Linked DNA regions of Ovis canadensis: region 1 is linked to region 2. Evidence: chromatin contacts called from public Hi-C data. All regions are on one chromosome and are shown on one strand. Each heading gives the region's core, a stretch centred on a gene start, on an enhancer-like site or on the middle of the called end of the contact. The rest is flanking DNA. Distances are from core to core; before and after follow the strand shown. Region 1 has its middle 70 kb from the start of TRNAR-UCU. Region 2 holds the start of TRIM13 (tripartite motif containing 13).

Evidence for each region. Hi-C and Micro-C count contacts between places; a contact is called where the count stands out from the background.
Region 1: a Hi-C map of fibroblasts shows a contact between it and region 2, with 2.3 times the contacts expected there. The contact joins the enhancer-like site here to the promoter of TRIM13 in region 2. A contact is called at or near these places in 2 of 2 Hi-C or Micro-C datasets (fibroblasts and lung).

The regions. Positions count from the first base shown.
Region 1 is chr10:33,922,489-33,929,271 of ARS-UI_OviCan_v2, reverse strand. No RefSeq gene overlaps it. Among named protein-coding and RNA genes, the nearest start is that of TRNAR-UCU, 70 kb to the left of the region's middle. Within about 2 kb of position 3,806, the one cell type or tissue checked has open chromatin away from gene starts, as enhancers often do. A contact at or near this core is called in fibroblasts, where this site is marked.
Region 2 is chr10:33,798,648-33,805,671 of ARS-UI_OviCan_v2, reverse strand. TRIM13 (tripartite motif containing 13) reads right to left here and starts at 2,228. Exons shown (of 3, transcript XM_069601399.1): 1 at 1,560-2,228; 2 at 899-1,008. It overlaps SPRYD7 (SPRY domain containing 7), which reads left to right and starts at 113. Exons shown (of 11, transcript XM_069601432.1): 1 at 113-1,485.

The sequences.
Region 1 (6,783 bases), core at 2,557-5,056, 120 kb before region 2:
GGTCCCCGGCGGCCTCCGCGCGCCCTCGCCCGCCCCGGCCTCTCCCCCGGATCAGTCGCCGGGGGCCAACGCTCGCCCCCGCGCCACACTCCTGGGCCTCTGGGTCCCCTCCGCACGGTCCCAATCAGTCTCGAGTTTCAACTCAAGACCCAGGCCAAACTTTCCCTTCGGGGCTGGTATATTCTCACACGCGGACGCCTTTCCCATGGGGAGGAGGAGCGATGGAGCTCCGGGCAGCTCCCGGGGGCCCTGCGGGGACCACCCGCCACCCGGTTTCCACGCAGCCCCCACGCCCACTCTTGCCTCCCAACCCCAGATCTTGACCTCCCACGGCCGTGCTCAGGGAAGCCGCCGCGACTGATGCGCCCCGGGTGCTTTCGTTTTGCTTTCGCTCCCTTCTCTCCGCAGCTGAGACGACCGCGGAAGAACAAAATGGGGGTGGAAAACGCGTGTCCTGACAAGAGTGATGGGGACACCGCGGTTCCGTCCCAGGCTGGGCGGGGAGAGGGGGAGGCTCAGGCTGAGGCCTGGGACCCCTGTCCCTTGCATGGGCGAAAAGGGCCCGCAGGCCTGGCTTGTTTTCTTCGTGTAAAGAAACGTGATTTGTAGATACTGAAGCAACAAAGTTGGCGCGGAAACGAATTCGCCTGCTTAGGAGGACTGTGTCTTGCAGATACAGACGAATAGGCAGGGTAGAAAGGCCGGAAGAGGGGCGGCCGGAGCCTTTCACTAAGTTGGAAGGAAACCGAGAGAGAAGTTTCGAGATCCGGGATCCGGCTCCCACCCCAAGCTCTGAGTACCATCAGGTGTGAGGGGGCACCAACGCCCAGTCCCATTTGCTGCTCGTCCACTCAGCTCTGCGCTTTGGAAAAACCCAGCAACCACTGCACAGGCTCGCTTCACTTTATCTCGCCTCTCTCTTAATGATGAGCAAAGCACATGTATCCTAAACTGATGAACTCATGGACTAAGGTCTCCCCCTTAAAGAAAAAAAAAAAAAGCCAAACTTGGAAAGGTTTCTCAAATAGAGGTAAACTTGTTGCTGCCCCGAGTGGCCCGTGCGAAAGCTCTCCTAGGTTTGCACGCGCCCAACGCAGGGCCCGGAAGCTCCGCTCCCGGGCAAGGGCCGGGGCAGAGTCCCGCCCTCCTCCCCCGGCGGCCTGCACTTGAGCCCGAACGAGGGTGAGTGCGAGGGAACAGTCTCTCCAAACTCCTTAGAAAATAACTCTTGCAGACTGTTTACCACAGTGTCCAACTGCCCGGAAAGGTCCGACGCGTTTCCTGCACTCGTCCCAGCTCAGTTCGAACTTTTCTCCACCCGTGATCTGAAGGGCTAAATTATTTTTATTCCGACTCTGGAAAGTTAAACTAAGATCTAAATAAATCACTAAGGGAAATGACCGGAAGCTGCGAAGGTAAATTACACTCAAACCAGCTACTTGCACTTGTTTTATTTTTTTTTTTAATAAGGCCTTCCTCTAGTATTGACCGCCCTCCTTGTTTACATCGAGCTCAGGAACAGAAGCTTTAGGCCAGCAAGGGAGCTCAGTTTCATTTCGGGGAGTATGCCGGGGCCTATCACTTCGTCATCAGGTTTGAGAAGAAAGTTCAAATGTTTTTTGTCACAGATCTAGCTTCCAGTAACTCCTCAGAAACTCCAGTACCCCCACGGCGGCTCAGGTCTGCAAAACTCCTCGGTCCGCAGAAGTCCGGGAGGCAGTAAGTTGAGCTCGCGCGACGCCCCGCTGCACCTGCGGAGGAGGCAGGGCGTCTCCGCGCGTCTCGGAACGGCCGCACCGTACTTCCCGCGCTCCGCCCGCCAGCCTTCGGGCGGCCGCCAGCCACCCCGGCGTCCCTCGGTCCCCCGCCCGCAGCCGATCGTGCGGGGGAGAAAAAGGGAAAGGGGGACTGGCATCCCCTCGTCTGGGGAAGCGGCCGCGCGAGGGCCCAGTCAGGCCCCCAGCTTGCAGCGAGGCCCGAACGCGCGCACACTCGGCGACCGGGGCGGTGGCGCTCCAGAGATCGGGCGGGGTGGTGGTGGCGGGGAGGTTTGAGGAGGGCGGAAGCGCCGATGGCTGGCGAGCACTCTCGAGAGTCGCGGACCCCGGGTGACTAGGGTGCGGGTGCCCACGCTGTGCGCGACGCCTGGGTCACTGGCTGGAGCCCAGGAGCCAGGCGCACAGCTGAGCGAGGCGGCCGCCGCCACGGAGCCTGGGGGGCGGCGCGGAGCCCCGGGGAGCTGGTTTTCCCGGGCGGGCACGTGACGGGGTTGGCAGCGCTCTGGCCCGGGCAGGGAGGAGGGGGAGGCGGCGAGCGGGAGGCCGGGGGCGGGCGGGCGGCTGGCGCGCTGTGTACTTAGGTCGTGTGCTGGGGCTTTTCTCTCCCAGGAGCCGGCTGGAGGAGGGGAGGGGGGAGGGGCCACCGCTCCGCCTTCTCCTTTTCGCAATGTTGACGCAATCTATAAATAGTGGAACAAAAGGACCAACTTCCTCGGAGCTTTGCTGAAACTGCACAAAAAAATCGAGCTGGGGGGTTCCCTGGTCCCTGGCGATGGGGCGGGGAGCGCGGCGCCCGGGGGAGGGGGCGGGCGCGGCAGCGCGGGCCCCGCCGAGGGGGGACACCTGGCTGAGGCATTGCCGCCGCCGCCGCCGCGCCTCTCCGCGCGAACCCAGGGCTCCGGTCCCTGCGCGGGCTCGAGAGCTCGCCCGGATCGGAGGGTCTTCCTCCTCCACCGTTGACAGGTCAGTCCGCACCGCCCCCTTTCTACACTGGGTTTTCTCTTCCCTCCCCCAAGCCTCTACTTTTAGAAGGGAATAAAGGGGGAAAAAATTAGAGCGAGGCGCAGCAGTGACAGCCACCCAATCTGGAAGCCTAGCAGTGCACGGCGGGGTGGCCGAGGGGCTCCGGAGACGGTCAGCGCCTGGCCCCCCTCGTCGTACAGCCGGTGGCCGCGCCGCGGCCAGAGACGAAGCCAGGACTAGCTTGCGCCGCCCAGGCGGCGAGGAGAGTGGAGGCGGGAGCGCCGCGGGGGCGCGGGCGGGCGAGCGAGCGGTCGACGGCGGGCTCCCTGCTGCAGCTCCTGCTTGGGATACCGAACCCCCAGGGAAGACGCGCCAGGACCAGGGGGCTGCTGAGCCCAGCTCGCCCCCTCGGAGCTCGGACCTAGCGTCCCCACCTCGTCCCGCGCAGCTGCTGTGGGAGGGCTGAGTGGAGAAGCGCTGTCGCCGCACGCCACCGCACACTCCTGGCTCCGGTGCCCACGCGACCCGCCGCGCCGGCGACTGAGGGGAGGGGGGCGAGGTGAGGACAGAAGGCAACGCTTTCCTCCGGGGCGCCCGGACCCAAGCGCGAGCGCTCGCCGCGCCGCCGTGGCGGTTACACTGGGCGCGGGGGAGGGGGCGGAGCTGGCGCTGTTGACAGCCGCGCTGGAGCGGGGAGGGCGAGAGGTGGGGAGAAGCTGGTGGGGGAGGGAGCGCGCGCGAGCGCGCGCGGGGTTCGGCTAGGAGCGGGGGGTCACGTGACGGGCAGACGCCCCCGCTACAGGCTGACAGTAGGGATGACGTCACCATCCCCTGACTGCAGGGGGTGGCACTTCCGTTCCCCCCCCCCCCCAGCCCCCTAAGCGGCGGCTGCAGCCATTTCGAAGTGTGGGAGTGGGCGGGCAGGAGACGGGTGGAGGGGGTTTTCGTTGCTGCCCCAGCTCCTGGCTTCATCCCCAGCTGCCCGGAGCCCGGGCCCAGAGCGGTGGCTGAGGCCGCCCTCCCCCGACGCGCCCCATTGTGTGAGCGGGCGGGCGGCTCCGCGCGGAAGCTGGTGCCGGCCCCCTGCGGCTCCCAGCTCCGGAGGGGGCGGGGACGGCCCCGGACGGTCAAGGCCAAGTCTTGGCCGCGTCCCGAGAGCGCCCAGCGCGCTCCTGAGGTCCGACTCTCAACTCCAGGCTGGGACATAGGCTGCCGTGCCCGCGTTCTCCGAAAGCCGGGTGTTTGGAGACCCCGCTCGGCGGCGCAAGCCTAGCGTCCAGCCTCTCGGGTGTGTGACAGGCGTTTGTCACCGTTCCGGAGCACTCGATTCCAGCAGTCGTTATAAAGCTATTTGGGGAAACTCCGGGTTTTGGTGACTCAGCGCGGTAAGCGCTATTTATAAGTTGATTCGTTAGTAGCAGGGAAATACACTTCTCTCAGATCCGTCCGCCCTAGGAGGGAAAAGAGCTCTGTTTCAAGACAGCAATTAAGCCTTAACTTTTTCTGAACGAGTCAAGGGTTGACTTTAAAAAGCCTGTGCTGTGAGAGAAAGCAGACCTCACAAGTACACAGTGTATCTCAAAAAGTAGGAGCGTCTTCCTGGGTAGGTGGAGAATTTTAAGGACACTTCACGATGTGTTAGACCTTTTGGGGGCGGTGATGTTGCGTGAACCAAGGAGAAACAATTCAGATAAATGACCCAGCAATCCTAGTAGATAGCAGGATATCAGAACTATATTTATTAATTTCAGTATTTGTTAAATACATAACACCATTTGGTGGCTGGGCATAAGATAAAGGAAAATGGGATGGTGCGGAAAATTCCTGTAGGAAATTGTCTTAACAGGAAGGTGTCTGTTGTATTTATCGTCAAAACTCTGGGGCAAATATAAATTACACGTTTGCAACCCAATCTCTCCCTCCTAAGAAAGCACTACAAAAGTGTATACTACAGCCTGGGATGATTGTTCAGTGTAAGTGCTGCACAAACAATTAGTCACTGCTTGTTTTACAGGTTTTACTTCACTGTTTTATTTTTTTCCCACCTCCACCCTAGTTTGGAAATCCAAGAGGCAGACGCTAAGAGAAAGAGCAGTTGCTAGCCTGGCTTTAGGGAGGCAGGAATTCACACCCAGCTTGCTTAGCCTGAATAGCTTCCTGTAGGTAGCTGACCTGAGGTGCTTCTTAAAAGAAGACGGTTTCCTGGATGGGCAGAAGTTAGACCAGCTAAGGAAAGAGTTTTCCCAAGCTGAACAAGCAAAGTAGCAGGTACAAAGCCTGTAGTGAACAACTACAGCCAAGTAAGAATGGGTGGGCTGTGAAAAGGGGGAGAAGGGAGGCTGGATGAAAGGCCAGGTCACACAGACTTTGTAGTCCACGCTGGGGAGTTTGGAATGTAGCTTAAGACCTACAAGTGTTTAGCTTTTGGGGGCAGGAATACCCTTTTGAGAACCTAGGGAAAGCAATCTGGTCTCTCTCCAGAGTAACCTCTACTACAATTCAGCATACAATCTCAAGTGTTTATTCTGTGTGTAAATGATTATTGGGCCTCAGGATTTAAACCTACAGAAAAGGGAAAACCATAAAAGGATTTCATTTTTTTAATGGAAATGCATGGTCAGTTATGAAAAGAATACAGGTCCTTCAAAAGATTACACCAGGTGGGGTCCTGGAGACAGGAAGATGGAAAATAAAATAGCCTGTGATCTAAGAATCAACTAGGACCACTGCTGTATACCTAGTGGCAGTGGGGATAGGAGAGGGGTTCAAGAAAGCTAATTTGAAACAGCTGGTAGAATGGGAAAGTGACTGACGGGCCAGATCAAGGGATCCCCATTCTGGTCTGGGCTGTGGACTGGGAGGAGAAATGGGCCTCTGGTTCAGGAGGAGGAACTCTGTTTTGCTTCCTTGAAAAGGAATGAAAAGCTGTGGCTGAAAATCCACTGAAAAGGCTGTGTACCCTTCCAGTGAAAAAGAAAGCACCTTCCCAAAGATTTGAATTCAGAAGGGAGACAAGGGCAGGAGAGGATAAAATCTTGCTTTCCTCTCTTTTTAAAAACTGTGGATAGCTAGAGAAGAAGAAAAGGAGAGACAGATGGAATCAAGCTTTGTTTTTGCCCTGCTCAACCACCAGACCTTCAAGGAAAGGGACGTGAGCTAGAATGAATTCCCATAAGGGTGGTATTTGTTTCTCATGGCCCTTCAAAACCACACTTAATCATACACAGTACCCAGAAGTGCTTAAGATCTCAGTCTGGCTAGGGAAACAACAAAAAGTGAGGGGAAAAGGTTTCCCAGTTGTCACAGCTAACCTGAGCTAGAGATTTAATGGAAGCAGAAACTCAGATACAAAACAAACCACCCTCAGGACGTAATGGTTTAAAACCAACACTTGCTGAGGAATATGCAGTTATGGGTAGGGCTCTGCAAGATGCTTGTTTCTTGCCCACAGGGAGTCAGCTGGGGCAGCTCATAGGCTAAAGGCTTGCATCATCTGAAGGCGGTTCACTTTCCCATCTAGCAATCCCTGCTCACAGATGGCTAGGATCTTAGCTAGGGTTTTCAGCCTGAACACCTGCACATGGCCACTCCTTGTGGTCTGGGCTTCCTCACAGCATGGCTCTGGGTTCCAAGGGTCCCAAGACTGAGAGCCAAGTGAAGCTGTAGAACCTAATCCTAGAAATCCTGTCCATCACATTCTGTTCCTCTGAGGCGTATCACTTAAGCCATACAGATTCTAGAAGGAGAATCAGACTCTGCCTTTTACTGGGAAGAGCGTCAAAGAATTTGCCATGTGTTTAAAATCACCACACATTTTAACTTCAGATAAACAGATTTAAACAACACGTTGTATATAAAAACTGTTTAAACATAACAAATATCCTTTTTTGATATTAGAAGTGAATATAAAAATCCAAGTATTTCATCATTACAGCAAAGCTAATTGAGAGCCAGTCTGAGTGGGCAATCTCATAATCTTCTCCCCCTTTTCTCCTCCATGACCATTCCCTCCCGTCCAGGTCAGGCCTCCATATACAGACTC
Region 2 (7,024 bases), core at 979-3,478:
CCCTTTATGGCATCAGGATTTTTATACCTACCTCATGTTCTTGGAAAGATTAAGTAATGTGTGACAATCTTGTAAACTATTGACCTACATCATTGTAAGGTGATTTAATTAACATGTGTAGAGATACTGTAAAAACTGTAACTACACATTTACAGTGAGCATGAGTTAGAGCATAGTGTATTAACCAAGAAAAGTCCTAAGACAGTTGGACTCTCTTGAACTATAATTTCAAGGGAGGGCAAAGTGTTACATAGCATACCAGGTGCAAAGCACCATTGGTGGAGATGGGCATAGCTTAACAGCTATGGCAGAAGTAGGGCCAGGTAACCAATACATGTAGAGAATAAAAATAACCTGGTGTTACAGAAAGACTTGCCAGAGAGGCTTAGTATGTCAGCTGGTGCAAAAAAAAAAAAAAGTATTTTTAGGGAAAGACAGGAGAGTATGAAGAAATATATCTTCTTACTGTGCAAGACAGAAGTATAACCAGTTAATCAACAACTCCATCAAGTTCTACCACAGGGACTGGTTATGTAAAAGAAATTCTGCTTTTAAAATACCTATTATAGGGTCAGAAAACTCAAGCCCTGTTGTACAAACCCAAGCAGCAGTGACACAGGAAATGAAAAAAAAAAAAGACAAACCCTATTTAAAACCAAAAGTTGTTGTAGCCTCTCTTCCTTTGCAATACAAATCTTTGGATTATGTTTCAAATAACTGTCATTTAAAGAATGTCTAAGTATTGAATCTATTTTTCTGGGTTTTGACAAAATATGAAACGAACAAAGACCATTTATGAGGGTGGGAACATATAATCTCGACAGAGTTCGATTTTGAAAGGTTCTGGGCCTGAAGAAATTGGGTGCTTTTTTGCTTAATGTAGGGAAAAGTAGTTTACCTCTGTCACTTGCAAGCCAGGAGTATTGGTCAGGTTACTGGTTCCCAAGGCAAAGCAATCAGGTTTTGGTTTGTTTTTTCTTCAGGTCGTGACTGGTAATCAAAACGAGGCTATTGCAAAGAAAGAACAAAGAAGAGTGTTATGCATTTATCTGCACAGGATCCTTAGTCTTGACCCTCAATTTTTTTTCCAATCATCCCCCCACAAATAAAGCCAGCCGGCAAGGACCTGGTGAAAAAGCCAGGAGCCTGGGAGAGCCTGGCGATCTTTTGTGCTAAGGAGCTTCACGGCTAGGGCGCCCTCCCCTGGCACCAGGCAGCCTCCCCACGCCTAGTGCCAGAGGGTGGTGGTCGCGCGCTCCGACTCTGGTTCACGGTCGCCTCTTCTTTTGTAGGCGACCCCGAGGAGCCGGCGGTGAAGCCAGGAGCGCTTGGTAGCGGAGCAGGTTTCCTGCAGCCCGGCCGCGCTGGCCCGGCCCCGGCCGCCCACCCGCACGCCATTCCCCCCACCTCCGGTAACCGGGCCCGGCTGCTCTCCGCGGAGACCAGAGCTCAGACTGAGCTCTCCGCCAGCCCCCACGCACGCAGGTGCCCGCCCAGCCAGGGCAAGTCCCCACCCCGCTTCTCCAGGAGAGGCCGGCCGGCGCGTACTTATCTCGGACCTCCGGGGTCGGTGGAGGGGAAGCCGCCGGGAGCCGCGCAGCCGCCAGTCCTCCGGCCGCGGGTACCGCGCGTTTACGAGGCGGGAACGGCTGCAAAATGGACTCGCGGCGCCGACGGGCCTCGCCCCGACGCCCTCCTTCCCCCGGCACTTCGGTCCGCCTCCCCCGCCGAGCCGCGCCTTTGTTCCGCCTCCCGGGGCTCGCCTTTCCCCCGGGGAGGGAGGCCGCGGGTGAGGGGAGGCGGGAGCCCTTCCGGTATCTCCAACCGCCGCCTGCAACCGCCGGCGCGCGCGGCGCGCGGGGCCGAGGGGCGGGCTCCCGGCGGCGCGCTCCGCTCGCTTCGCGAGGGCTGCGCGCGCCCGCGGGGCGCCGTGCCCGGGGCGCCGGGCCGGGGACGCGGATCGCGCGGACCCGCGGGCTGGGCGCCGGCCGAGCGCGGGCGACAGGAGGCGGCGTGGTTCCCGGTGGAGCCGCCTGGGAAGGAAGCCGGCGCACGACGAAGATGGTTGGGTTTGGATTGTTGTACTTTTTTTTTTGTTCGTTGCATTTTTAGGAACAAAAAAAAAAGCCCAACCCTTCACACCGCTTCATCTGCATCTCTCACGACCAGAAGCTCGCCTCAGCGGCTTGGGGGAGACTGAGACGGCTGTCCGCCTGCACCCACAACCCGGGGTGGGTGGGACGGGCACTTGCGCAGAGACCAGCGCCAGGCTGTAGCCAAGGGCTCCAGCCAAAGCACAATCAAAATAGTTAACTATTGCCGCCCCCGTCCTCCCTATCTGTTTCTTTGCAGGCTTTAGACTGAACACGAGGGACCCAATTTAAGGTTTCTTTTTAGGGAAAACACCACTGCCCTTTCCTTCGGAGAGAAAGAACTTAAATGCAATTAGCCGCTAGCCTGACTCTGTATTCTGACGTCCAGCCCCCTGTATAGGGACATTCTCTAACAGCAAAGGCGTTAAGCACTTAAAAACGAGCAATTACAAGATTACAAATGTGAAAGAATGGCTTCTCCCAAACTTGCAGCCTTGAGGGATGTGAAGCAAGTACAGAAAAATCACAGAATATTCCCTGGGTTTGAGTCTGTCTGTGTACAGGAAGTCTGTTCTTTGGAAGAAGAATTCCTGGAGAAAAGGATTGGTGCTTGGGCCCAGTAACTAACACTGCTTAGCTCAATCGCTGTGAAAAGCTCCTCCCCACTCCCTTCTAAGATGTTAGATGAACTGGAGTTCCTGACCATGCTTAGGTCCCATAAAACCCAGTGTTGTGTTTATCTGTTAAACCCAATTTTGCCTTTGAAGAATATGTTGCCGTCAAATATAGTCACAATCTGAAAGTTGAGAAATATGATTTATTCAGTGGGAATTTTTAGGACTTCAAGCCTGGGAGACAGCATCTCAAGCGACCCTGAAAGAACTGCTGGGGGTAGGGCTGGGTAGGGAGATCAAGTTATAGAAGTTTGCAACAAGGGGCAGGTAGTCTGAACATCAAAAGAATTGTGAATTGAAGAAAACCAAGGAATTTAGTGTTTTCTATGTACCAAAAGATGCAAGTGTCTGGGCTCACTGAAATCGTTCTTTTCATATGCATCTCAGCTATCTGGGGCCAGATCCTGTTTTTTCTCAGTGCTCACCATAGGGATAGGGAATAGCTGCAACCTAATGGCTGCCCTGCAGCAGGTCTTATTTTCCTTCCTGGTTGCCCCGGATGGCTGGAATCGCTGATAACTGTGACATCCTTGTTTATTGATATGGCAGGAAATACTCCATTTCTCAAAGAGTTCCTATATTTATGGCATTTTGTCTTCATAAGAACACTGTGGAATGGCTATTGTGATCTGCAACCTATAGATGAGGAAGCAGATGAAGTCATAATTCCAAGACAAAAAACAGGCAGAACTGAGTCTCTGAAGTCATATTCCAGGTACACAGTCTTTCTATAGCAAGGTAACTGTCAGTACAAAAACTGCATCCCAGTTGCCTACTAAATAAGTGTTATTTAAAAAACACCTGTTTGTATAAACATTTTGAATTACCCTAATATTAAAATGATAAAAGAGGGAAAAGTTATTAATTCATACATCAGAAATTATCCTTATGTAATTATATGATACTCATGTGTATCTGGCTGGTAGTGGTGGTGGTGATTTAGTCGCTAAGTCATCTCTGACTCTTGCGACCCCATGGACTGTAGCCCACCAAGCTCCTCTGTCCTTAGGATTCTCCAGGCAAGAATATTAGAGTGGGTTGCCATTTCCTTCTCCAGGGGATCTTTCCCACCCAGGAATCGAACCTGGGTCTCCTGCATTGCAAGCAGATTCTTTACCAACTGAGCTGTGAGGTAATCTCTCTGCTTGGTGGTAAATATTAATAAATAAACTTCTGACCAACTAAATGAACACATTGGTTAAATCTGTGTAGAAATGCTTAGATTGTATTTAAAATTAACTACTATGAAAACGTTGTGTATTAAACTCTCAAGTGTAGAAAAATAGGGAAGGAAGAATAACCTATTTTCCCTCCCAAGGCCCTTATTTTGTAAAATAGACAATCAGGCAATCACCACATATAGTACTACTAGAAAAAGGGAATTACTGTTGGATTAAAACCTACATACACAGCACCATCTTTCCTGGAAGAGCACAATGTAACTAGATCCCACTGGAGATAGCACTAAGGGATTGTCAAAATGCTTGTCACACTGGAATTTCCTTCTGTTGACTATTCTTCAAATAAATAGACTAAGCTTAAGATTGGAATTCTTATGTAAGCATAGCAGTAAGATAGAGTCTTATGTAGGTTGATCTTTCATGAAAAAAAGTATTTTTACAGGTAGAATTCCTTTCTGCTTTTTTTTTTAGTATTTTTATTTATATTTACTTTTTGGATCTTCGTTGCTGCACGGGCTTTCTCTCGTTGCAGTTGAGTGGAAGCTACTCTCTAGTTGCAGTGTGCAGGCCTGCGGTGGCTTCTCTTGTTGTGGAGCTGGGGCTGTAGGCACACGGGCTCGGTAGCTGTGGTGCATGGGACTAGGTGCCCTGCAGCACGTGAGGTCTTCCCAGACCAGGGCTCAAACCCATGTCCCCTGCATTGGCACGTGGATTCTTAAGCACTGGACCACCAGAGAAGTCCCTAGAGTTTCTAATGTTATATATTTGAAATATATAAATATTCTTATTTTTTGTGATTTATTTCATGCTGTTGCTTTTGTCCTGAGCCTTGGCGAAGTTAAAATTCACCAGCATTCCTTACACCTATCAAGAGAAGTGATCACATGTTAGATAACAAAAGGGACAGCACCAAATTTGGTGTACACCGAAGTGTAAACTGTCAAGAGTTGGGAACATCTAACAATTAAGACTGGAGCAATTATGTGCAGGAGAGGGGCTGGTGAGCCTCCCTGGATATACTGGAACATTTCATTACTATTCTATCCTTCCCTTCCCAGCAGCCGCCAAAGTCATGAACACAAGCCCTAATATTCCCCAGCAAGAATTCCTGGCAATACAAGGCACTGACATCGCACGGTGTAGCAAAAAGGGCAGTGACTTTGGAATCAGTTCTGCATCCAAACTCGAGCTCTGCCATATACAAGTTGTTCAAATTACTAAGCATCTCTAAGCCTCAGTTTTCTTTTCTGTAAAATGGGGGTCACGTTTCACTTGATTGGGAAAATTAGATCATGTACAAAGCAACCAGCATGGTATCTGACATATAAGAGGTGCTTAATAAACAGCTGCTACTGCCATATGGAAGAAGAAAACCATGCCAGTTTTGAATAACAGATACTTCGGATTTGTGAGCGTCAAGCACAACAATCTTAAGCAGAGGTAAACTACCTATACAGTAGAGGAAAGTAAAGCGTTAGTTGCTCAGTCATATCCAACTCTTTGAGGAAGCTGGCACCATAATTTCTGCTTTTTTACAGTCCAGGGTGGCCTTTTAAAGGCACAGATTCTACTGCTGTATCTTCTTTATCTTCTTTGTGCTTAGGGAAAGAAGAAAAAGAAAAAAACCTCACTTAATGAAAGGAAGACTTTGCAGTGGTTTTTAAAGCTTTACAATTTCAGTGAAATGGTTGGAACATCCAAAACATTCCATTAAAAAGGAAAAAAAAAATCTACCTGTAAACATACATGTATCACCAAAGACAGAAACTTACCTAAGACTTGGGTGAAATTAAAGGAATTAGTCCTTGGTTGGAAGAGAATTCCAGGCTCCATGTATTTCAATTGCACAGTGAAGATGGTACATTAAATGGAGCAAACAGCAAGACCAGTTAGCTTTGGGAGAGAATGAGATACTTAAGCAACAGTAAACTTAGCCTTTAGTTGTGCCATTTCTTTAGATGGAAAGATAATTTATAAGAATAAAGTAAAATGTCAGAGGTAATTAAGATGATATTAACATTTATGGGCTTCCCTGGTAGCTCAGTTGGTAAAGAATCTGCCTGCAATGCAGGAGACCCCGGTTTGATTCCTGGGTTGGGAAGATCCGCTGGAAAGGGGATAGGCTACCCACTCCAATATTCTTTGGCTTTCCTGGTGGCTCAGACGGTGAAGCATCTGTCTGCAATGCAGGAGACCTGAGTTTGATCCCTGGGTTGGGAAGATCCCCTGGAGAAGGAAATGGCAGCCCACTCCGGTCTTCTTGCTTGGAAAATCCCATGGACAGCCTGGTAGGCTACTGTCCATGGGGTCGCAAAGAGTCGGACACAACTGAGCAACTTCACTTCTTCACCCACTCCAATATTCTGGCCTAGAGAATTCCATGGACTGTATAGTCCATGGGGTTGTAAAGAGTCAGAAAGTGAACAACTTTCACTTTATAATTTTATACTCAGGACTGTGCTGGGCACCAAAGACAGTAAATGAGGAATTTCCCATTGGTTGAAGATACAACTCTTAAAAGCATGAACTAGTATAGTAATAGTGGCTCCTTAAGAGCCAATGTAAGTGGTGAAAACAAGATCAGAGGAAGGCCTGGAAGCATCATAAAGATTTCAGAGGGGAGGTGGGAGTCCAACAGAACCTTTAAAGATCACAGGATTTGAATATGAGAAAGAAGAAGAGCATTAGAGGTAAGGAACACAGTTCAGGGTGGGAATGAACTTCACTGATACTAAGTCAGTGAGGGGCATGGCTTAGTTTGGGGGAAAAAAAAATTCTGAGGCCAAATTGTGCAATGTTTTGATGTCAGAGTTGAACTTCATTCTGTAGGAAACAGGAAGCCACTGGATAATAGTATATGGCACTAACAAAATGAAAACAGAATTGTAGGAAGACCTATCTGGTAACAGGAGCCAAGACCTAAGGTAGAAGTTTCCTTTATTTTAATACTTTTGAGGTTATTCAAAATTATAGATTTTTTAAAAATGCAGTCGGGTACAACTGAATGACTAACCAACAACAACAATGTATATAAAAGTACAATGTATATTAAAAAAAAAGGTACAACATGTGTGCC